Regions from separate parts of the Mus musculus genome. Here regions 1, 2, 3, 5, 6 and 7 are each linked to region 4. A link is a contact called in public HiChIP or PLAC-seq and promoter capture Hi-C data. All regions are on one chromosome and are shown on one strand. The core of a region is the stretch at or near the end of the contact, and the rest is flanking DNA. Distances in the headings are between cores, read along the strand shown. Region 1 holds the start of Gabpa (GA repeat binding protein, alpha). Region 2 holds the start of Sod1 (superoxide dismutase 1, soluble). Region 3 holds the start of Scaf4 (SR-related CTD-associated factor 4). Region 4 holds the start of Bach1 (BTB and CNC homology 1, basic leucine zipper transcription factor 1). Region 5 holds the start of Jam2 (junction adhesion molecule 2). Region 6 overlaps Gm35714 (a long non-coding RNA gene). Region 7 holds the start of Mrpl39 (mitochondrial ribosomal protein L39).

Region 1 (2,700 bases), core at 170-2,669, 2.9 Mb before region 4:
AAAATACTTCCATATTGTCCACTTAGGAAATACTCTCTAAGTGTTAGGGGAAGGTGCTTCTTTCAGTCTTGCTTATAGGTGATTAAAAAAAATATGTCTAAAGAAGGTTGTTTACCTAACATTCCACAGTCAACCTGCTCCCAATCTAACTGCCAAGACGGTCATTTCTTCTACAAGACAGGGAAAATACATTTTCACTTTCAATAACGCACCATCCCAAACAATGATTTCCAATCCCCACGTCTAATTTAGCGTACTCTCTGAACCCCAAACATACATGTATACTCACCTCCTAAGTCCTACTCAATCGTTCTAACAGTGACCACATTCTCTCTTACCAAAACTACTTGTTGTTTCTCCTTCACTGCCTTTCACTTTTTCAGATTAAATAGAGAATGCGATCTGTTCATGATCACACGGAAGACAAATGGCATCCTAAGTGTAGAACACCATTTGGGACAAATTCCGTACTGAATTAATATCCTGCACTAGCTTGCTGCTTGTTAGAGGTCTGATAGTAACAATATTGGGGAAAGCATGGTGGGGGTGGGGGTGGGGTAATCAAAGTTCAAACCCAGAGGTGTAGCTTTGGGAAGGCGCACGGCTCTCCTATTTATAGCGGTTGACTGACCAGCCTAGCCGAAGGCTAGTCCCTTTGCTGCTCGTGAGTATCTAATCATAAAGTCAATCGACAAAGCATGACTTCTAGATTGGATATAAAACTTTTAGGATATCACCATCGCCCTTTCCTGTCTTAGGAGGCTCGATCGCCGCCTGCATTATTCACAAGCCTGTGGCGCGCCGTGACCTTGGGCTGCCCCAGGCGGGCTGCAGGCTCACCACCCCGTCTTTTCTGCTTTTCGAGTCGGCCCGCTCTGCTCCCAGGAGAGCATTCACGGTCTTATTTAGTGAGCGTAAGGCAAATCTGAATACCCAGCAGGGCCGAGGTCACCTGTGACCCCAGGCCAGGCCAGGACGGTGCCAAGGACACGGGGCTGCGCTCTACTCCCAGGGCAAAGGTGACGGGCAGCCCTCTCTCCTCGTGAAGAAACCCAGAAGCTCAGTCCCAGGAGGCCGAGCTAGCCCAGTTACCCTCCCAGTCACCTTGCACTGAGTCCCGAGCTGCCAGAGTCACCGCCGCCGCCACCGTTCTACTTCCGGCCCTGGCTCCGCCTACACACGCCTACCCGCCATCGCAAGGCACTATGGGCCGCGGCTTCAGTCGTTCGACGCTCACCGGACAGGAAGCGCCTCGAAGGGAGTCTGCGACCGGACGCCTCTAGGTGAGACAGAAGCCAAACAGGAGGAGGAAGTGGAGGGTAAGTGCTTCCGGGTCCCTCAGCTAAGACTCCGCCATCTTTCCTACACTTTAACTTCACCCCCTTTTCCCTCTTGGAGACACTGCACTGTACGCATGCGTATTCTGGCCTGTCCCCTAGTTCAAGCTCCCTTCGGAGTCAGCGTCCCGATCCTTGGGGTTGGGGAGGTGGATGTAGGGTGGGGGTACAAAGGAGCGCGTAAAAACCAAAACCAAAACAAAACAAAAAACCAAAGCGGCTGGGGGGCGTTTGTGCCTCGTGAGCCCCGTCGTCGCGGGCGTTTCGGGCCGCGCAGCCTGCTGGGAGTTGTAGTTCCAGGCCCGGGGGTGCCTGGGAGGCGGGAGAGGGGCTGGGGTTCCTTAGCGCCGATTCCACGGGAAGGGCCCCGGGACCTTACCCTGCTACTCGCGGGAGCGGCGCGGCTCGCCCGGAGAGGCGCTGTACCTGGAGCCCGCGCCGCCGCCGTTCCCAGCCGGCTGTGGAAGCGCGGGCTAGGGCCACGGGACGAATTCCGGAGCTGGTGAGTTGCGGACGCGGGCTGGCGGGGAGCGCGGGCCCGCGCGGGCGGCCTGGTTCCGGGGCTTGTCCCCCCCCGCGGCCGCCTCTGTGTTTTGTTTCCGCTGGGTCCCCGGCGCTGCGACTCCCATTTCCGTTCGTGGAGACTTGAGGGAGCCTGGTGGGGAGGGGCGGGAGAGGCTGTGCGGGAAGCCGAGGGGAGGGGCGCGGGGAGCGGCGTGGCCCGGGCCGCGTTGCGGGACGCGGCGGAGTCGCCCGTCGCACGGGCGCGGTCCAGGCTCGGCGCGCTGGCCGAGCGCACAGCCCCGGGCGCTCCCGGGTCTCTCGGGAAGATGCCAGACCTGTCTGTCACCCGAGTCAGCCATCCCCGCACTAGCAGTACCGATTGCCCTTCTGGAACTGTCCTAGAGTCGCATCGGTGCAATCGTTCTAATGCATAGGATGACTTTCTGCGTCTTTCCCGAAGATGTCAGTGAAAGTTACTGTACCTTGCCAACTTCCCCCACTCCTCCCCCCGACCTTTTTTGGGGGTTGGTGTAGTGCAGTGAACACAACGATGGAGTTTAGGGGATTCCACCCTTAGGGTCCACAGCATAGAGAATGGTGCCAGCGCATCGTTTCACGATGACAAACAGTCATTTGAAACTAAATCCTTAGGTAGGCCAGTGAGATGGTTCGACAGGTAAAGGCACTTGCTGCCGAGCCAGACTGTTCAGCCTCTGGAATCCAGATGGAAGGAGGAGAGAACTGTCTGCTCTCTGACCTCCACAAGTGCGCATGCGCACCTTATAAGTGGTGTCTGGGTACGTGTAAGTTTGTGTTGGGTGTCACTTTCTAGCCTGGCTGACCTTGAACTTGCTATGTA
Region 2 (2,700 bases), core at 27-2,526, 2.5 Mb after region 4:
TGTGATATTTTTAAAAAGGTATGTGTGTCTTTTTTTTTTTCAAATTTTTATTATTTTCTTCATTTACATTTCAAATGCTATCTGGGGAGTCCCCTATACCACGCCCCCCTGCTCCCCTCCCCACCCACTCCCACTTCTTGGCCCTGGCATTCCACTGTACTGAGGCATATAAATTTGCAAGACCAAGGGCCTCTCCTCCCAGTGATTGTCGAGTTGGCCATCTTCTGCTACATATGCAGCTAGAAACACGAGCTCCGGAGGTACTGGGTAGTTCATATTGTTGTTCCACCTATAGGGTTGTAGACCCCTTCAGCTCCTTGGGTACTTTCTCTAGCTCCTCCATTAGGGGCCCTGTGTTCCATCCAATAGATGACTGTGAACATCCACTTCTGTATTTGCCAGGCACTGGCAAAGCCTTACACGAGACAGCTATATCAGGGTCCTTTCAGCAAAATCTTGCTGGCATACGCAATAGTGTCTGCATTTGGTGGCTGATTATGGCACGGATCTCCAGGTGGGGCAGTCTCTGGATGGTCCATCCTTTTGTCTCAGCTCCAAACTGTGTCTCTGTAACTCCGTCCATGGGTATTTTGTTCGTTATTTTAAGGAGGAATGAAGTATCCACACGTTGGTCTTCCTTCCTCTTGATTTTCTTGTGTTTTGCGTGTGTGTGTGTGTGTGTGTGTGTGTGTGTGTGTCTTAACTGGCAGAGCACTTGTCTGTCATGCAGGGGGCGGGGTGGGGGGTGGGGACTGTCTAATCTCCAGCTCTAGTAACAAAAATAAAAGAAGTAAAAAATAAGTAAGAAACGGGGGTGTGTCTAGAGATAGAACATGGGCTTTACACATTTTAGACATCATGAGAAAATAAAGCTGGAAATGACACTGGGCATCCATCTTGGCGCATCTCAACTTTCACACTGCAACCGAGGCGCGCTGTGCAAAGTCAGTGACAATCCGCATTTCCAGACACAGTGGGTTCAGACCTTCCAGGCGCGCACGCGGGCCTCGTGTTCTCGGTTTCCGCGGCGACTCGGCCGACGTCACAGTTAGAAGACAATAGCGACTTTCCCCGCTCAGGCTCCTCGGGAACTTTCTCAGTCCGCACGCTCCAGGAGCCGGAGCTACCCTCCGCCCCGCCCCCAGCGTGCCCCGCGGCCAGGGAGCTCCACGAAGGGCGGGCGGAGGCCGCGGGTAGCGATTGGTTCCGTGCCAAGGTGGGCGTGGTCAGACTCAGGCCTATAAAAGCTCCGTGGCGCCAGGGCCTCGTTTTTTTGCGCGGTCCTTTCCTGCGGCGCCTTCCGTCCGTCGGCTTCTCGTCTTGCTCTCTCTGGTCCCTCCGGAGGAGGCCGCCGCGCGTCTCCCGGGGAAGCATGGCGATGAAAGCGGTGTGCGTGCTGAAGGGCGACGGTCCGGTGCAGGGAACCATCCACTTCGAGCAGAAGGCAAGGCCCGGGGCGCGGGGCGCAGGCCGCGGTGACGCGGCGCACCTGTGCGGGAGCACGCCACGCCCCCGCCACGGCCTGAGCCCGCTAAGTGCTGAGTCACCGTGGCCTGGGGCAGGGGCTGGGCGCCGGGAAGCGAGGCCCGGGGCGCCGCGGGGCCTTCCGGGCGGGCGGGGGCCTCCCCGCGCCCCGGAGCGGCTGGGCCTGCCCGGGAGAGCCGGCTTGGCATCCGTTATCCTTCTGGGGCTGCTGCTTTTCCGGTGTCCGTGTCCCACAGGCTCAGAGCCCCGTGGCCACCGGCTGCGATTGTTGTAAGAATATTTGAACCCGGTGGTGCCAGACCGGACTAAGGCCGCAGGACGCGTTTGCGGCACTTTAAAGCAAAGTCCTGGGCTGTTCTGTACTAGGTCAGGGTCGTGTCGCAAGGCGGAAAGAAAGAGATGGCCTTGGACAGCCGTCCCTTGCTTTGCACTCCAGAGAGAGACCCGGCTGTGGGTTTTTTCTACCACAGCGAGTTTCTGAGCACATTTTGGAAAAGTACATAGAGATATTTTCGAAAATACTGTGACCCTGCAAAAACACATGCGTCACAGGGAAGATGTGTGTGGTAAGGTTGTGTCCAGAGCCTTAGGGAGGTTACCGTTGTTGTATTCACCTTAATCCCGAGAGAATATTTGATAAATGAGCGTTATGTGCTCTCTGAAGTGGTGGACATACGTGTGAGAAGGCAGACACCATAGTGAATCCCAAGTGTTTGGTTTACGACGAGAACTGATAACGGCAATTTAGAGTTTTTCGTAACTAGCCTCGTTTCCAGCAGTTTCTTGGCATTGAAATGCGTTTTGTTGTTTTCCTGTGGAAGTTTTTTGTTTTTGTCTTTTTCTCCTCCCCACGTAATTCACTGTGAGAAAGACGAAGTTCGGCTGGGTCTTACCCCTGTGTGTGGGTTTCTGTCATCTTCCACCATGCCATGCCAGAGCAGCTCGCACTATTTTTGTGACGCTGCAAACTACACATCGCTGGTGCCCTTTGTACCCAATGAAACGATAGTTAAGCATTCCAGATTGGCAGTTGTAATCAAAGCTGGTTGATTTAACCTGTTGCCAACTTTTCAGAATCAGATTTTTCTACCCAAAGTTCATATTCCCTTATTCTGTTGCAAAAGTTGGACATTTAAAAAAAAAAAAACCTAAAAAATGATTGTCCTTGCTTGTTGGTCGGTTGCTCTTACATTTTCTCCCTATTGCTACACTTTC
Region 3 (2,700 bases), core at 58-2,557, 2.6 Mb after region 4:
AAATAAGATAGTATGGACTTTATGCCCCTAAGCAGCACATGGAACGATCAGAGATACAACTAGAGAGCTTTAAGGCGGCAGGCAGCTTTGTTCCCGGTTTGGGGAGGTTTTCACATGTAAATGTCCCTGAGGAAGGGAGCTGAGGATTAAGTACCCCGAGAGGGCGGTGCGAGGGTGAGCAGGTGGAGACCCAAGCAGCCTTACTAGCGGACTAAATGGGGCGTACACTTTGCTCTCCCATTCAACTTTTTAGGTGTCACGATGTACAGAAAGGGCACGTTCTAGATAGAAAGGCCAAGGGAACTACCGCTCTATGTTCATTTGTGAGCGTGTCAATCCAGGAGGTGGGAGGGCAGACACCCTCTCTAAGTCTCCGCCAACCGGGATCAGAGTCCAGCGGCCGCCGCGCAGCGCCGCGGCCTGAGCAACAGGAGAACCCAGGCGGCTGCTACGCCGGCCCCGGGACTCGCGGGAACTCCCGCCCCTGAGTCGGCCGAGCGCTCCGTTGCAGCCCCTGGCGGGATCCCGGCCCCGTAAAGCCGATAACGGGGCCGGGAGCAGCATAAGGGCCACGTTGAAGAAGCGGGAGTCGGCACAGGCCGGAAGGGGGCGAAGGGGCACTGGCGGGGGAGGGGCGCGGGGTCAGCCCCCGGCGGTGGCCGCGACCTCTCCCCGGCTCCAGGCCCGCTGCCCCGGAACCGGGGCAGGAAGCGTCCCCGCCCGGACTCGGTGCTCGAAAGCCCTCGGGCAGCGAGAGAAGCGGCCCCGGCGTGGCCCGCACCAGCCCTAACCCCAAGCACTCCTCACCTCCTGGTTGAAGGCGTTGACGGCGTCCATGTTCGCGCGCGTTGCGGCGGCGGCTGCGGCTGCTCCGGGCCCGCCGGTCACCTAGACCTGGAGCGGCGGCTGAGTAGGGCCGGGTGCCGGCAGGGCCCTTGGGCGTGGAGGGGGAGGAGGACGGGAGGCGACGAGCGGCGGAGGCCGAGCAGGAAGGGGCTGCGGCCGAGGCGGCGAGGCTGGGCCGGTCGAGCGCAGGCAGAGGCGGCGGGCCCCTGCTCAGTCCCGTGCGCCGGAGGAGGGATGGGAGGCGGCGGCAGCGCGGGGCTCCAACATGTCCGTTTGGCGGCGGCGGCTGCGCTCTGCGTCGCGCTGACACGGCCCCCCGCGCCCTCCCTCACGCACTGGCCCACACTGGCCCGGCCGGCGAGCGGGCGGGCCTCTCTGTCTCTCTCCTCTCTTTCGCCAGCAGGATGGCGGCAGCGACCCGAGTGCACGCCGCGCGAAGCACCCTGGGACAGCTCGGGCCTCCAAGCGCTTCCTGAGCCCGGCTCCGCCCCGCTCGTGCTTGGCTCCGCCCACGCCCCGCCCCTCCGCGCCCCACCGGCGCCGAGCCGCTAGCGTGTGACCGCGCGTTGTCGCGCGCTTTCCCGCCGGTTGCGGCTGCGGAGAGTTCCCGTCTTCTGGGCTCAGGATCCGGACGACGGCTCCCGGGGTGCATTGTGTCCGGGCAGGACTGCGCCCTGCTGCTGCGACAAACAAAGCGCGGAGGGTGAGCGTCTGCAGTCTCCAAGTCCCCTGCTTCGACTTGCGTGCGGACCTGGTGGACGCCCTGAGCAACTTCCGAGGACTGGGCTCCTGAACCCCTAACGCTAATCTCCCCAAACCCCGTTGGGTCGCTCTCGGCAGAAGTGTGTTCTGATTCACTTGAGTTCTCACCGCCTGCCGCGCGCTGCGACCGCTGTCTGTTGGGTGTGTGAAAAATGAAAGTTTTTCTGTAGAAACCTCACTTTTGTGGAGCATGAGTATAAAAGCTAGAAGGCCTGACTCGTACTGGAAGTTGGGGACTACTTCCCGTAGAAAAGGGCGAGCATCCTAAAAGAATTCGAGAAAGGAGGGGCCCTCTGGACCTTGCGCGCTGTGCTATCACCTCTCCTTGGAGGACAACCGGCTGGTACTTAGGGAAAGCAACTGGCCCTACCGAGACCAGATCCTAGCAGAGTTAGGATTTTGTTCTTAAGGGGGCATCATGCAGGTTGACATCCTGCAAAGTATGCATGCGGAAGAAAGTGGGGCCAGGAACAGCATGGCTTCGGGCCCTGGAGATGATGAGGCTGAAGGTATCAGGCACTGGAGGAAAGACAGAATGGTGTTCCGGAGGGAAGATGCACACTGCTTCTTGAAGGACATGAGTGCTGGGTTTGCGTCAACTTGGTAATAATTTAAGGAAGGAATGAGTTTGAGGGCGTAATGGCTAATCTTTGTCAATGCCTATGAACAGTGTCCTCATTTAAGTCAGCCTAGTTCAGTTAACCACCATGCCCAAGTTTATCTGGCTAGACGGTTATCTTTTCGGGCTCTAGCCATCTGAGCTGTCCCTGGGATAGTTAACTGAGGGCTTTTGCGATATGGGTAAAGTCCAGGAAAATGGCTGAGAGGAGGTAGATACCTGGGATTCAATACTGCACAGCTAACAGGAGCTGAAAAGTCAGACAGACAAGGAGCAGAGGTGTTTAAGAACAAGGTGTTTGGCCCAGCATGGTGGCACACGCCTTTAATCCCAGTACTGGGGAGGCAGAGGCAGGTGGATTTCTGAGTTCGAGACCAGCCAGGGCTATACAGAGAAACCCTGTCTCGGAAAAAAAAAAGAAAAAGAAAAATCTCAGCCCTAACCAAGGCTGTGGGTTCAACTCCGACAGGGTA
Region 4 (2,700 bases), core at 157-2,656:
CACCTACTTTAGAGGTAACTGAATGTCCTTAAGTCACAAGAGCTTACGCACTGTACAGATGCAGTCATGTCAATGTTATCACTATTTGGAGACAACCCTCTCCTGGAGCCCTTGCACTGTCTGTGTGTGTTTAAGGAGCACATACATTTTGGGGCTTCCCATTTTTCTACATCTTTCCTCTGGAACTCAAAGCCAGCAACATTATTTCTTCCTACAAGTCCTCCCAGGGCTACTGGCCTCAGGGGTGGTAATTCCTTCCTCATTTTTAATCAGGTTGGCCAGCCCAGTCCTCTCTTTCTCCAGACTGATAAGCCCTGCCACGAGTGCATGCAGCTTTGCGTAAAGACACTGCCTTGAACAACAGCGAACATAATAAAAAATAGAAACGAACAATTGGATTAACACCCCAATAAGTAGCAGAGGATGAAAGCATGACCAGGACTTGAGGGAAGACGTCTGACATGACCAGACACGGATGCGTCCATGTTTCCTGGTAGTGCAGCGTAGAGGGACAACAGGAGGCTGCCAGACAGTACAATATTCCGGATATGAAGCCCAGTACAGCGTGCTTGCCCATTGGTGAATGCAGTCCGTCGTGGCTAGGCAGATAAGAGTGCAGCTTATATTCAGGCAAGTATGAAGGGCGCAAGAATAACTCTCAAAGCAGTATTGGCTGAGCACAAGGAGTAAAGGGATTTGATCGGGGAAGCATGCATATTAATGGGTTATAATGAGCAAAGCACACTCCAGGTTACCTGCCTTGCGGTTTTCGAGGAAGGGCCTCAAGGACACAAACAACTAGAAGGGAAGCTAGTGATCATTCAGAGGGGCAGCAGCCTCCCCCTCTCAGAATCTGCTCCTAAAAGTCCTGCGGAGCTTCAGACAGATGTTGACATACACCCTTTTCAGCAAGTTCAAACACCTGGTTTTTGTGCTCCTACAGGAAAGCAGCCCAGGAGCTTGGCCGAACTGAGCTTCCGAGGTTTGGGGGCGTGGGGCAGAAGACCTTATCTAATCTGTGTGTGGGGGGGGGGGAGGGGGGAGAGGGGCTGTGTGAACAAAAACCCTGGGGGCGTGGAGGCGTCAGCCTTTTTTTTTCCCTGCCTTCAGCAGGTGAGGAAGAGGTGGTCTTCCGTGACGTGTAACCTTGCCACCAAAGGCAGAGATAGGGCGACGCGGTTGGAGGCCTGGCGCTCAGCAATACAATCCACAACGTTACACGGAGCTCGCAGGAGGCGAAATAGAGAGGCTCTTACTAGCGGAGGGCGTGGCCTGGAACGGGGCGTGGCTCCAGGCAGGGCGTGGCCTGGAGCTCGGCAGGGCTTCAGCTACGGGGCGGGGCCCGGGGGCGGAACCGGGGGCGGGGCTTTAGCGCCCCGAGGCGCTGGCGGTGGTGGCGGAGAGGAACGGAGCGCAGGGGAGGAGACGGGCGGCTGTCCGCGCAGAGGGAGTGAGTCACCTGACCGCCGCTTGCCGCCTGCAGTCGGGCCGCGCCGCGTCTCGGCTCCGGTAAGTGGCTCGGGCGGTGCGCGGTGCCGTCCTTCCGTCCTTTCCGGGGGTCACCGGGGCTGGTGGCGGGCGGCCGCGCGGGCCTAGAAGGGGCGGCGGGCTGCGCGCTGTTTACGCGCTGCGCGGACTCTCTGGGCCGGCCGTGCCGGCGCCGCCCTGCACCGCGCTCCGCCGCGGGCCGCGTCCCGCTCCGCCTGCTGCGGGGGCAAGGCCGAGCGGGCCGGGGTTCCGGGACTACCGGGCGCTCCGCGCTTCCCTTTGTTGTTGCTTGGCGCACGTTTGTAATGTGGACTCGCACAGCATAGGCAGAGTGGGTCTCGATGTTAACGACACCAGCTTTTGTGTTCGTGTCCGGTAGGGCCAGGGCCAGCGCGTTTTCGATCTTCTCCGGGACTTTGGTGTCATTTAGTGGAATTGCGCCGATGGCTTTTATGTAGTGAGCTCTCTATGTTCAGCGTGCGCTGAGTCAAGGCAGACGTAGTAGTAATTCTGAAAGAACGCGTGTGGGAAAATCCTGCTCCCCAGACAGGCTTGGAAGAACAAAGACTTTTTTTTTTTTTTTCAGGATGCTGTTCTTTTTCCTTTTGGAGAATTGTAGAGTTGTGACTGCTAGCCTTGGAGGACGATGCCCCTGCTGGGTCTTTGTTTAGGCATTGAGCACTCCTCTCAGCTCACTGGGTTTGCAGGAAAGGCAGTTCAGAAAGATTAAAGGATGACCACTGTAGATTTTTGTTCGTGGCCGAGCTTTTGAGCTCTACAAATATTCAGAGAAATGGGAAGAGGTATGGGTTGGCCTATTCTTCCTGCTCTTGTGGTAGTGGTGCAAGCTCTGGGCTGGGCTTGAAGGCGCTTGCCACTTCTGGCTTTGGACATCGTAAGGGAGTCTAGAGGAAAAAAGGCTCCTGGTGAGTCATCTTGGAGTTGGGTAGCTTTGGAGGAGTGATCGCCTCTTGTTGTTTAACCGTCGGATCTGTCAAGTGGCTTCCCTTTGTTCGCTACGTTGGTTGGATAACAAGGTAGGGTGACTCTTTAAAAGAGTTTGTGTTGCTGAGTCATTCACCCCAGACTGAGAGGTAATTAGGAACAGCTGGTGCAGATACGCGCATCACATGCCTCCACTATAAAAGGCTGAGCTGCACACACGAGGGGTGGCTTCAGGAGGCCGGAGGGGGTCCAGCTGCGGGCTGTGTG
Region 5 (2,700 bases), core at 5-2,504, 2.9 Mb before region 4:
TCAATCAATATCTCTCCCTTTCTCTTCTCAGTTTTCACGACTAATTTGACTCTTTTAATTGGATTGTCAAGGACAATTGACTTAACCTGTCTCTGAGCACAGGCCTTAAGTCTTTTTTTTTTTTTTTTTTTTTTTTTGCCTTAAGTCTTAAGTTAGATGACACCCTTACTCCCTTACTGTTTGTGAGTTTGGGCTACCAGCTCCATTTTTGCCTTTTTTTTTTTTTTTTTTTTTAACTTTGCTTTTCTTGCCCTCAGGGGTCTTCTGTCCCCTCCCCTTCCCCATGAGGGCCAAAGCTTTCATCACTGTTGCCCAGGCAACAGTGGGGATGCCTCATTCCTCACAGCTCTGCATATCTAAGTATATCTTAAGCCTTTGTCCGCAAGGCTGGCTCAATTCTTTGTAAGTGGTCCACCACTAAATCAGCCATCCTCTACACATAATTATTTATTATTTAGCTTTATTTAAAACGATTTTAAAAAATGTCTTCACCTGACAACGGCCTTTACACAGACGGGTCAATTTTCTTGAATGCCCCAGCCATCAGTTCTGGAGAGGAAATGTGAAAATCGCCTTTGCAAGTGCACGCTTCCGAAGTGCGGGTCAATTTTAAAGCACGCACTGGAGCATTCATAATGGATTTCCCTTTTAAAAGCACATGAGACCAAAAATAAACCTGACAAAAGGGCAGCTGTAGAGTTTTAACATGTGGAAAACTCCACAGGCGGCAGTTACATAACGGGGAAGAAACAAGATAAATATTTCACACCGTTAGATGAACTTCCAGATGACAACTAAGAAGCCAAGAGCCCAGAACACACCTTAACTCTCTAAGGGGTTGGGGGGACGGGGAGGACGGACTTGAAGCCAGAAGAGGCTAAGCCTGATGATAAAATCTGGGACCTGACTTGCAACTTGAGTGATGCCTTTGTCCCCCGCCCCCTCCGCCCCTCCCCACCCCCCCTTTCTAGAGGCAGGGGCTGAGCTCATGCCCCTATACTTTAAGAGCGCTTCGCCAGCGGTTTTGTCCGCTAGATAGAAATTTTCCAAAAAATATCTCCCACGCTAGGCAAAACACTGAAAAGGAAGTTTTTTTGCGCCAAGAGGAGAGACATGGCGAGACAGACCGAGCCACTACCGCTCCCAACACACACACACCCTGCCCATCCCACCCGGCTGCGCTCCTCCTGCCCCCAGCTCCTCGCCCTGGGGACAGCTGGCAGCCTAGCGCGGGACTAGACACAAAGCGGATCAGTCTGGGGGCGGGGGGCCGACCTGCAGGGTTCTCCCTCAAGAGGCTAGTCCTCTGCCGCCACTCGCTTAGGACCCTGCGGACACCGCGTCCCGCGTCCACGCCCTCCCCTCAACCCTCTTCCACCCTTCAAAAGAAGGACTGTCCCAGACACCACGTCCTAGGGCCAGAAGACCTGCCCCCACGACAGTCGCTGGAGACACCCCAGACCGGAGAGACTGACATCGGGACAGGACCCGCCCCTCTGCTTCCACCTCTCAGGGACCTCCTCTGCTCCGCCGCCGGGCGAAGTGCTGGGAGACCCAGCCGCCTGTCGCGCTCCTGCAGGGGGACCCTCAGCTAGGCAGCCAGCTGGCGCCCGCGTAGATGGCGAGGAGCCCCCAAGGCCTCCTGATGCTGCTGCTGCTACACTACTTGATCGTCGCCCTGGACTGTAAGTCTCTGGGGTAACAGTCCTTTCCACCCTCCGGTCTGGCTATACCAGCCTCCGGGACCCTCGCCTGCAGGCATGGCGCTCAGTGCTAGGGGGTCTGTCTCGGGGCGCCAGGCTTTGCAGTCTGGGAGCACGGAGGGTAATCTGGATGAGGGCAGGCTCTGGGCAGGGAGACTGAAGTCCTGTGCGTCTTGTAAATAGTGTTGGATCTGGGCAGTTAAGAATTGAAGAAAACAGACGATCCTCATCTCCTTGCAAAGTCCGAGGAAGTTTTCAAAGACACCGGGACGTGATCAGAATGCAAAACTCTCTAAGTATTCAAGATGCGAAGAGCCCAAGAAAGATGGCATCCGGGGTTGGCGAAGGCCACTCTTAAGTAGCTGCGGCTGAGGGATCAGTGGTTACGGTCCCAGCTGCCCCGGGCAAGGTGCTGGGTAAAGCACTTTAGAGGCGGTAGCGGGGTGAAATTAGCTGAGCCCCAGTAGCTTTTCGCCTTTACGCCTGCAAAACCGGCTTAGAGAAGTCTGTCCGCTCCAGCCAGCTGCCGTGTCCTCAGGGGATGTCCAGCCAGCGGGACTGGCTGTTAGGATTGTTAGAAAGGCGCAGGCGATGAATGAGCGAGCTGGCAGCTGGCATAGCTGCGGAGGCGTCCCAAAGCCAGTTTAGTTTCTCTGGGTACTTTGAAAGAGGATTTGCGCGGGTGCTGGCCTAATGTGATTTGAAATTTGATTTTTGTTTTCTTCGCGTTAACTTTTTAGGAAAAGGTAGGAAATTACTATCTATTTTTAAGTGAGGAAGTCCTTGTTGTTGTTGTTGTTGTTGTTGTTGATGATGATGATAAACACCCTCCCCCTCCCTGTTATCTTTTGTTCTGTTGGTTTCTTCACTAGGGAGGGGTAAATGTGTTATTGTTGAGGTTCAAGTTCTAGTCACAGTACTTAATAGTAGTTCAATTATTCTGCCCGACGAACGTCTTAACACTAACGCTGAGGCTTTTTCTCAGACCAAAGTGATG
Region 6 (2,700 bases), core at 105-2,604, 2.5 Mb after region 4:
CTTTGTCATACCGTTTCGGATTCCTGGATTCCTTGTCTACTCTACAGACCTCATATTGTTTTGTATTCTCAAGACTAAGCACACAATGGCATTACCGTTCTGCTGGACAACAAGTGCAGTGTAACTGATCTAACCTCGGGGGTTTTCTCGTATGTGCAGAGCTGGCATTCACCGTGAAAATGCCCCCAGAGGCCTTAATTCCAACAAGGGGCTTTTTTTGGGCTTTGAGTATTATTCTTCAGGGAATATTCAATTCCTTTTCTTCCCCCCAGACAAGAGAAGTGGTTAGTCAGCTTACAGGAATGGGCTCTTCATGGCCACAGTCATCAAATGTGCCTCTACATAAGTGGGCAAGCAGTACACTTGTGCTGAACCATGGCATCTGCATGGAGCTGGCCACTTCTGTCTCAGTCCCCACAGCACCTCTTCCTGGAGGCACACAGATAATGTCTTCCCAGTAAGGAGGAAATGAGGAGATTCAGAGAGAGCAAAAGGCTTACCTGGAAAGTGGAAAATCCAAGACTAGAGTCACATGTTCAGAGTCCTAGCCCAAGACTAAAGACTTTGGGCACTGGTTCCCAAGATCTCTCTCATGTCTCATGACAGTAAGGGCCAGGGTTTCACTACTACTTCTACATTCAGTAGTTCACGACATGGCAGCAATTATATTTACAGTTATGATTTTTTTAAAAAACAAAAGGACAAAGATTGACAGCATCCAAGGAGGGAAAAACAGTTTCATATGCAAAGCTTCCCTGCGTCCTTAACCAGCGAAGTCTTAGGTGATATTGAATGTTTTTGGAAAAAATGTGTGACTGTGAGTGTGACAGAGTGCAGGGCAGGAGTGTGCCACAGTGTGAGTGTGACAGAGCACAGGGTAGAAGTGTACCACAGTATGACTGTGAGTGTGACAGTCTCAGGACAGGAGTGTGCCACAGTGTGACTGTGAGTGTGACAGTCTCAGGACAGGAGTGTGCCACAGTGTGACTGTGAGTGTGACAGAGTACAGGGCAGGAGTGTGCCACAGTGTGACTGTGAGTGTGACAGTCTCAGGGCAGGAGTATGCCACAGTGTGAGTGAGTGTGACAGGGCAGGAGTGTGCTACAGTGTGAGTGAGTGTGACAGGGCACAGGGCAGAAGTGTGCCACAGTTGAGTCTTATGGACATGGCAGCTGACCCATCGGTTGGTCTCCTCAGTTTTTAATCACTTCCGGGGTCAGGCTGATATTTCTTGTCCAAATCTCTCACCATAAATTAGACTATAGGGCATTACGCAAGGGCGTACAGCTAACAGCACTCTTATCAGACAGGTCATCCCAAGAGTCGAGATATGGTTTCCCAGGAGCTGAGGACAAAGGTTTAGAATTCTTTATTGCACAATCTACTCTCTCTGCAACCCACTGTTGTAAGTGTGTGCCCTGCGGGCCATCACATTGGATTTATGTGAGTTTCTGTGCCCACAGAAAGGGAAATCCAATTTGACTACAAAACATGACTGGGAAATAGAATGTGAACATCCCAGAAGGGGAAGACAAGGCACAGGGGACACATAGGTGAACTTTATGAAGACAGAAATGCAGTAAGTTCCAAGGACAGAGAAGTCACGTCTGGAGTTTTTCTCTGTGCTGTCCATGTAGAAGCAAAGTGCTGGTTGGAGCCCATTGATTGCTGGTTCCAGTCCTGTTCCTGACTGATTGCACAGAGGACACCTAGGGCAAGTTCGGGGTTGGGGGGGGGGGGGTTGGGGGGAGTCTGAAAAGCCAACCCAACTGTGGTGTCAAGCTGCATTCAGAGTGAGGGAACCTCACTCGGCTTGCAGCCTGTGCAGTCGGTGTGGGCTCACCCCTGTACTCACTTTCTTATCTTTGCTATATTGGTAGTGGGAAAGGACCGCACCACCACTAGGGCAAAGTTCAACAGGAAGGAAGCCAAGGCTTATCATCTGGAGGAGCAGGAGCGGGGGCGGGGCGGAGGTGGGCGGGGCGGAGATCGGAGGAAACGCTGGGGCCGTGTGGAGGGTTGGAGGAACTGGCAGTGGTGCGCTTTTGCCCCAACCTGGACTGACCTCAAGGAGGACCTGGCACGTTTCTCTTCTCCCTAGTTCTGAGCCTACCCTCTGCCCCTTTAAGATTTCAGTTCGCCTCTAATCTTCCAGGGAAAATCGCTGGGCTCTGGACCGCCTCCCAAAGACGCCTGTGTTAGCAGCCTGGTCACCAGAGGGTGGTGCTGTTGGGAGAACGGAGAAGATTGAGAAGGGAGACTCAGCCCTCAACCAGGCCCCAGACTGTACGGTGGAGGGTGGAGCGGAGGATACTTACAGGGCAGAGCAGCATTCGACTTAGGGTGTGGGGTAGGTGACTGGAGCTGCGTTAGTCATGATCTGTGTGTCTGTAACCAAGCTCTGTGGTTTGCCATGCGATACACAAGAGGAAAAGGCCCAGCGTGACGGCACACACCAGCAGTTCTAGCCCTTGGAGCTGGAGGTAGGAGGATCAACAGTTTGAGGCCAGCCTGGGCTACATGAGACAACAATTCAAACAAACAAACAAACTCCCTCTCCTCCAGCCAAGCAAGATGCCCAAGGGGAAGAAGGCCAAGGGGAAGAAGGTGATCCCCACCCCCCATCGTGAGGAAACAGAAGAGGTGGTCAATCCTTTGTTTGAGAAAAGGCCCAAGAACTTAGACAGGATATCCAGCCCA
Region 7 (2,700 bases), core at 59-2,558, 3.0 Mb before region 4:
AATAGAAACAAAACAATTAACGTCAGCATTCACTATACTTATGTTTCCATTCACACATTTAGTACCTATACTAGATAAAACCACAACATGGGACAAGTAGGAAGGAGATGAGACATATACTCGGGGGGAAAAAAAAAACTAAAAAGATAAAGGTAGAATAAATGAAAACTCAAGAAAAAAACAAACCAAAACAAACCAAAAAAACAACCCTCAAAATACTTTAATGAGACCTGCTAGATAAATGCTCCCAGAACATGCATATTACATAGTCATATTCAGACAAACTAGGGAGACAACCTGTACAGCAGAGAAATGCTACGATACCCACCGTACCCACAAAACAAAGGGGACAGTGGGTGGCAAAATGGCTGCAAATAAATTCTACAGCTTCGCCAAGTAATGACAGCATGTTCCCCTCTGCAGTGCTCTGCACAGCGCGTGTAAAATGGTCAACATTGTTCTGCTGCTTACGCATGGCACAACTGTAAGGGGTTGAGATGTTTTTATTCATCACGAAGACAGTGCCGGGATCAGTTTTCCCAACATGCTTAACTTCGATCTTCTCCGTTCGGGGGGTTAACGATAACTGCCTGCTTTTCTCTCTGTTAAACAGATCATTCCGCATTTCTGTCAGCTCCGTGGGTGACAGCTCGGCAGCTGGCGACGTCGCTATAAATCCTATTAAGAAAGCAAAGTACGTAGTTTACTCTGGACCTGTAACAAGTATTGAAAACGGTAGAATTTTGCAGAACATAAGTCAAAAATTCGACTGAGGCAAACTTGAACCACTTTATAATGTTAATAATTTAGGATCCAACAACGAAAAAACAAAAAACAAAAACGCTGGGCTCTGATTTACTCTCACATCACCACCGATTTCCTCAGTGGCGTCCTAAAACCAGACTCGATTGGGAAGGAGAGCAAAGTTGTAGTTGGAAACGGTCTGGAGGGGAGGAGAACGCTCCAGGAAGGCGGAATCCCCGTGTCCAAACGATCAATAGCTAGCATGAGAAATGCTGAACTTTTCTTCCACACCCCAAAGCAAGGGACTTGGCTAGGCAAGCGCGAGTCCTCACTCCCTGGGAGATGGGGACATGTTTGCCGAAGACTGGGGCTCCTAAAACCCCCCACAAGAGCCGCCCATGCCCGCATCCCTTCTCTTTCCCTGATTCCTGCACCCCAGATTGTCTTCCCACACCGGGAACACAAAAAACTCACTCCAGCGAGCCCCGCCGCCCGCGCCGGGCCGCCGAAGAACCAGCCTTCCCACCGCGGTAGCCATGGCTTCCCGAAGTAGCCAAGGTAGCTCGGCGTCCCGGTCCTTCTCGTCCCTCTTCCCCCGGAAACGCGGAACCCGCGGCGGAGGTTCCGTAGGACTGATCAGCTCGGGACCGGATGCTAGGAGCGCGCCGAGCCACGCGGGGGCGCATGCGCGCCTCTCCTTGGATGGCTCACCCTTGGCCGCGCTGCGAGTCTTGTCCTTGGCTCGGGGACGACCGGCTGCCCTGAGGAGTCGCAGAAGTGTCTATTGGACAGAGGAGTCACACAGGCGCCTTTGTCTCACGAGGGTTCCAGATTCCCGGCAGAAAAAAATTAGAGGAGGACTCTTTGCGTTACGTCTTTGACAGTCTGGCCAGCCACGCCGGGTACAACTCTAGAGGGTGGAAATAAAAGAGGTTTGCAAAAGTGAGTTTCAGGTCGGCTGCAGTGGGGCTGAACCCGGTTCACCGTTTAGTCGGCCACGTTCCTGGGCTCTTGGAAACACGTCGTGTTGATTTTGCAAAGAACGTCCTAGAACTCTTTTCCGAATGATCTAGGCACGACTGCACGGAGTAACCGGGAATCTGTGTCTCGTCCCTGGATGTATCCCAGAAACGCAAACCGTGCTTGGCAGCTCAGCAAATATTTGTTATGACGGTTGGTAAAAACACACTGCTACATCTAACGCCTTTGTGGTGCCAGCACGTTCCCGTTGGAGCAGCATTCTTTACTTCTGCAAAGCTGAACCAATGAACCAATATAGTTTTATAAATTTAGTCAGGAATTTTCACATGATCCCTACTTTTAACTTGTGGTGGAGCACACACTGCCACCAGGCGGAAGGGTAAGCTCGGTCACAAATGCTATGTTTTATGCCACACAAATGTGCTGTCTCCTTGGCCCAAATAATACATGTTTACAATTGCATAGGGAAAGTGTTAAGACCTTTCCTCATCTTTAAGGCAAGACATGTAAGTATAAATTTGGATTCAACCATTCAATATTGTACTGGCCTATCTCATGTAAAGTCCTCGGCCGAGAATAGTGACTGATGCCTGCAATCCCTCCTCAAGAAGGCTTAGGTAGGAGCTGGAGAAGCCTTTAGCTACTTAACACACCTTTTCCTAACAATAGAAGTTCTAAATCAACTCTGGAAAAGTGTGCGCGCGTGTGAGCGTGCATGTGTGTTTCTTCCTTAAATGTTCTATGGTTCCCCTGAAAGCTTTCAGCTTCACAGCTTTTAGAGATTGTGTCCATTTCACCCCACCCCGAAAACTATAGTTCACGGCCACATTTAAAACAATCCTCTGGACGTTAGCTTGAGAAAAATTAATCATAAGCACATCTGCACACAGCTGATTGGAGCGTCTACTATCGCAGAAAGTAATTTTGCTGGAAGGATGCCACAGGTGATACTGACCAACAAGTACTGAATATATG

The links. Promoter capture Hi-C pulls out the DNA fragments that hold promoters and counts their contacts. HiChIP or PLAC-seq counts read pairs in DNA pulled down with a chosen protein or histone mark. Capture Hi-C pulls out chosen DNA fragments and counts their contacts.
Region 1: a promoter capture Hi-C map of liver shows a contact between it and region 4, with 7 times the contacts expected there. The contact joins the promoter of Gabpa here to the promoter of Bach1 in region 4. A contact is called at or near these places in 6 of 39 promoter capture datasets (cranial neural crest, embryonic stem cells, erythroid cells and 2 more), 4 of 484 Hi-C or Micro-C datasets (B cells, CD4 T cells, muscle stem cells and 1 more), 6 of 115 datasets of contacts at active chromatin or transcription factors (astrocytes, embryonic stem cells, extraembryonic endoderm stem cells and 3 more) and 2 of 9 other capture datasets (adipose tissue and liver).
Region 2: a promoter capture Hi-C map of stem cell-derived epiblast-like cells shows a contact between it and region 4, with 11 times the contacts expected there. The contact joins the promoter of Sod1 here to the promoter of Bach1 in region 4. A contact is called at or near these places in 9 of 39 promoter capture datasets (the 3T3-L1 cell line, cranial neural crest, embryonic stem cells and 5 more), 1 of 484 Hi-C or Micro-C datasets (myocytes), 4 of 115 datasets of contacts at active chromatin or transcription factors (astrocytes, embryonic forebrain, embryonic stem cells and 1 more) and 1 of 9 other capture datasets (adipose tissue).
Region 3: a promoter capture Hi-C map of liver shows a contact between it and region 4, with 6 times the contacts expected there. The contact joins the promoter of Scaf4 here to the promoter of Bach1 in region 4. A contact is called at or near these places in 7 of 39 promoter capture datasets (HPC-7-derived erythroid cells, embryonic stem cells, hippocampal neurons and 3 more), 2 of 484 Hi-C or Micro-C datasets (the G1E-ER4 cell line and embryonic stem cells), 2 of 115 datasets of contacts at active chromatin or transcription factors (astrocytes and large pre-B cells) and 2 of 9 other capture datasets (adipose tissue and liver).
Region 5: a contact with region 4 is called in an H3K27ac HiChIP or PLAC-seq map of embryonic stem cells, with 8 times the contacts expected there. The contact joins the promoter of Jam2 here to the promoter of Bach1 in region 4. A contact is called at or near these places in 3 of 39 promoter capture datasets (cranial neural crest, embryonic stem cells and liver), 5 of 115 datasets of contacts at active chromatin or transcription factors (all in embryonic stem cells) and 1 of 9 other capture datasets (embryonic stem cells).
Region 6: a contact with region 4 is called in a promoter capture Hi-C map of liver, with 7 times the contacts expected there. The contact joins the enhancer-like site here to the promoter of Bach1 in region 4. A contact is called at or near these places in 3 of 39 promoter capture datasets (embryonic stem cells, hippocampal neurons and liver), 1 of 484 Hi-C or Micro-C datasets (the G1E-ER4 cell line) and 3 of 115 datasets of contacts at active chromatin or transcription factors (embryonic forebrain, embryonic stem cells and forebrain).
Region 7: a contact with region 4 is called in a promoter capture Hi-C map of liver, with 8 times the contacts expected there. The contact joins the promoter of Mrpl39 here to the promoter of Bach1 in region 4. A contact is called at or near these places in 5 of 39 promoter capture datasets (the HPC-7 cell line, liver and pre-B cells), 2 of 484 Hi-C or Micro-C datasets (B cells and uterus), 2 of 115 datasets of contacts at active chromatin or transcription factors (astrocytes and pro-B cells) and 2 of 9 other capture datasets (adipose tissue and liver).

Annotation. Positions count from the first base shown.
Region 1 is chr16:84,833,705-84,836,404 of GRCm38.p6, forward strand. It overlaps Gabpa (GA repeat binding protein, alpha), which reads left to right and starts at 1,420. Exons shown (of 10, transcript NM_008065.2): 1 at 1,420-1,839. Atp5j (ATP synthase, H+ transporting, mitochondrial F0 complex, subunit F) reads right to left here and starts at 1,318. Exons shown (of 4, transcript NM_001302214.1): 1 at 1,105-1,318.
Region 2 is chr16:90,219,486-90,222,185 of GRCm38.p6, forward strand. It overlaps Sod1 (superoxide dismutase 1, soluble), which reads left to right and starts at 1,277. Exons shown (of 5, transcript NM_011434.2): 1 at 1,277-1,444. The coding sequence starts at 1,373.
Region 3 is chr16:90,283,196-90,285,895 of GRCm38.p6, forward strand. Scaf4 (SR-related CTD-associated factor 4) reads right to left here and starts at 1,308. Exons shown (of 20, transcript NM_178923.4): 1 at 808-1,308. The coding sequence starts at 837.
Region 4 is chr16:87,697,548-87,700,247 of GRCm38.p6, forward strand. Bach1 (BTB and CNC homology 1, basic leucine zipper transcription factor 1) reads left to right here and starts at 1,407. Exons shown (of 5, transcript NM_007520.2): 1 at 1,407-1,509.
Region 5 is chr16:84,772,869-84,775,568 of GRCm38.p6, forward strand. It overlaps Jam2 (junction adhesion molecule 2), which reads left to right and starts at 1,255. Exons shown (of 10, transcript NM_023844.5): 1 at 1,255-1,685. The coding sequence starts at 1,619.
Region 6 is chr16:90,195,572-90,198,271 of GRCm38.p6, forward strand. Gm35714 (a long non-coding RNA gene) reads right to left here. Exons shown (of 3, transcript XR_003951898.1): 2 at 2,319-2,477; 3 at 1,742-2,226. Among named protein-coding and RNA genes, the nearest start is that of Gm35714, 6.9 kb to the right of the region's middle. Within about 2 kb of position 1,355, at least 40 of the 459 cell types and tissues checked have an H3K27ac peak or open chromatin away from gene starts, as enhancers often do. A contact at or near this core is called in liver, where this site is marked.
Region 7 is chr16:84,733,936-84,736,635 of GRCm38.p6, forward strand. Mrpl39 (mitochondrial ribosomal protein L39) reads right to left here and starts at 1,309. Exons shown (of 10, transcript NM_017404.5): 1 at 1,219-1,309; 2 at 472-678. The coding sequence starts at 1,282.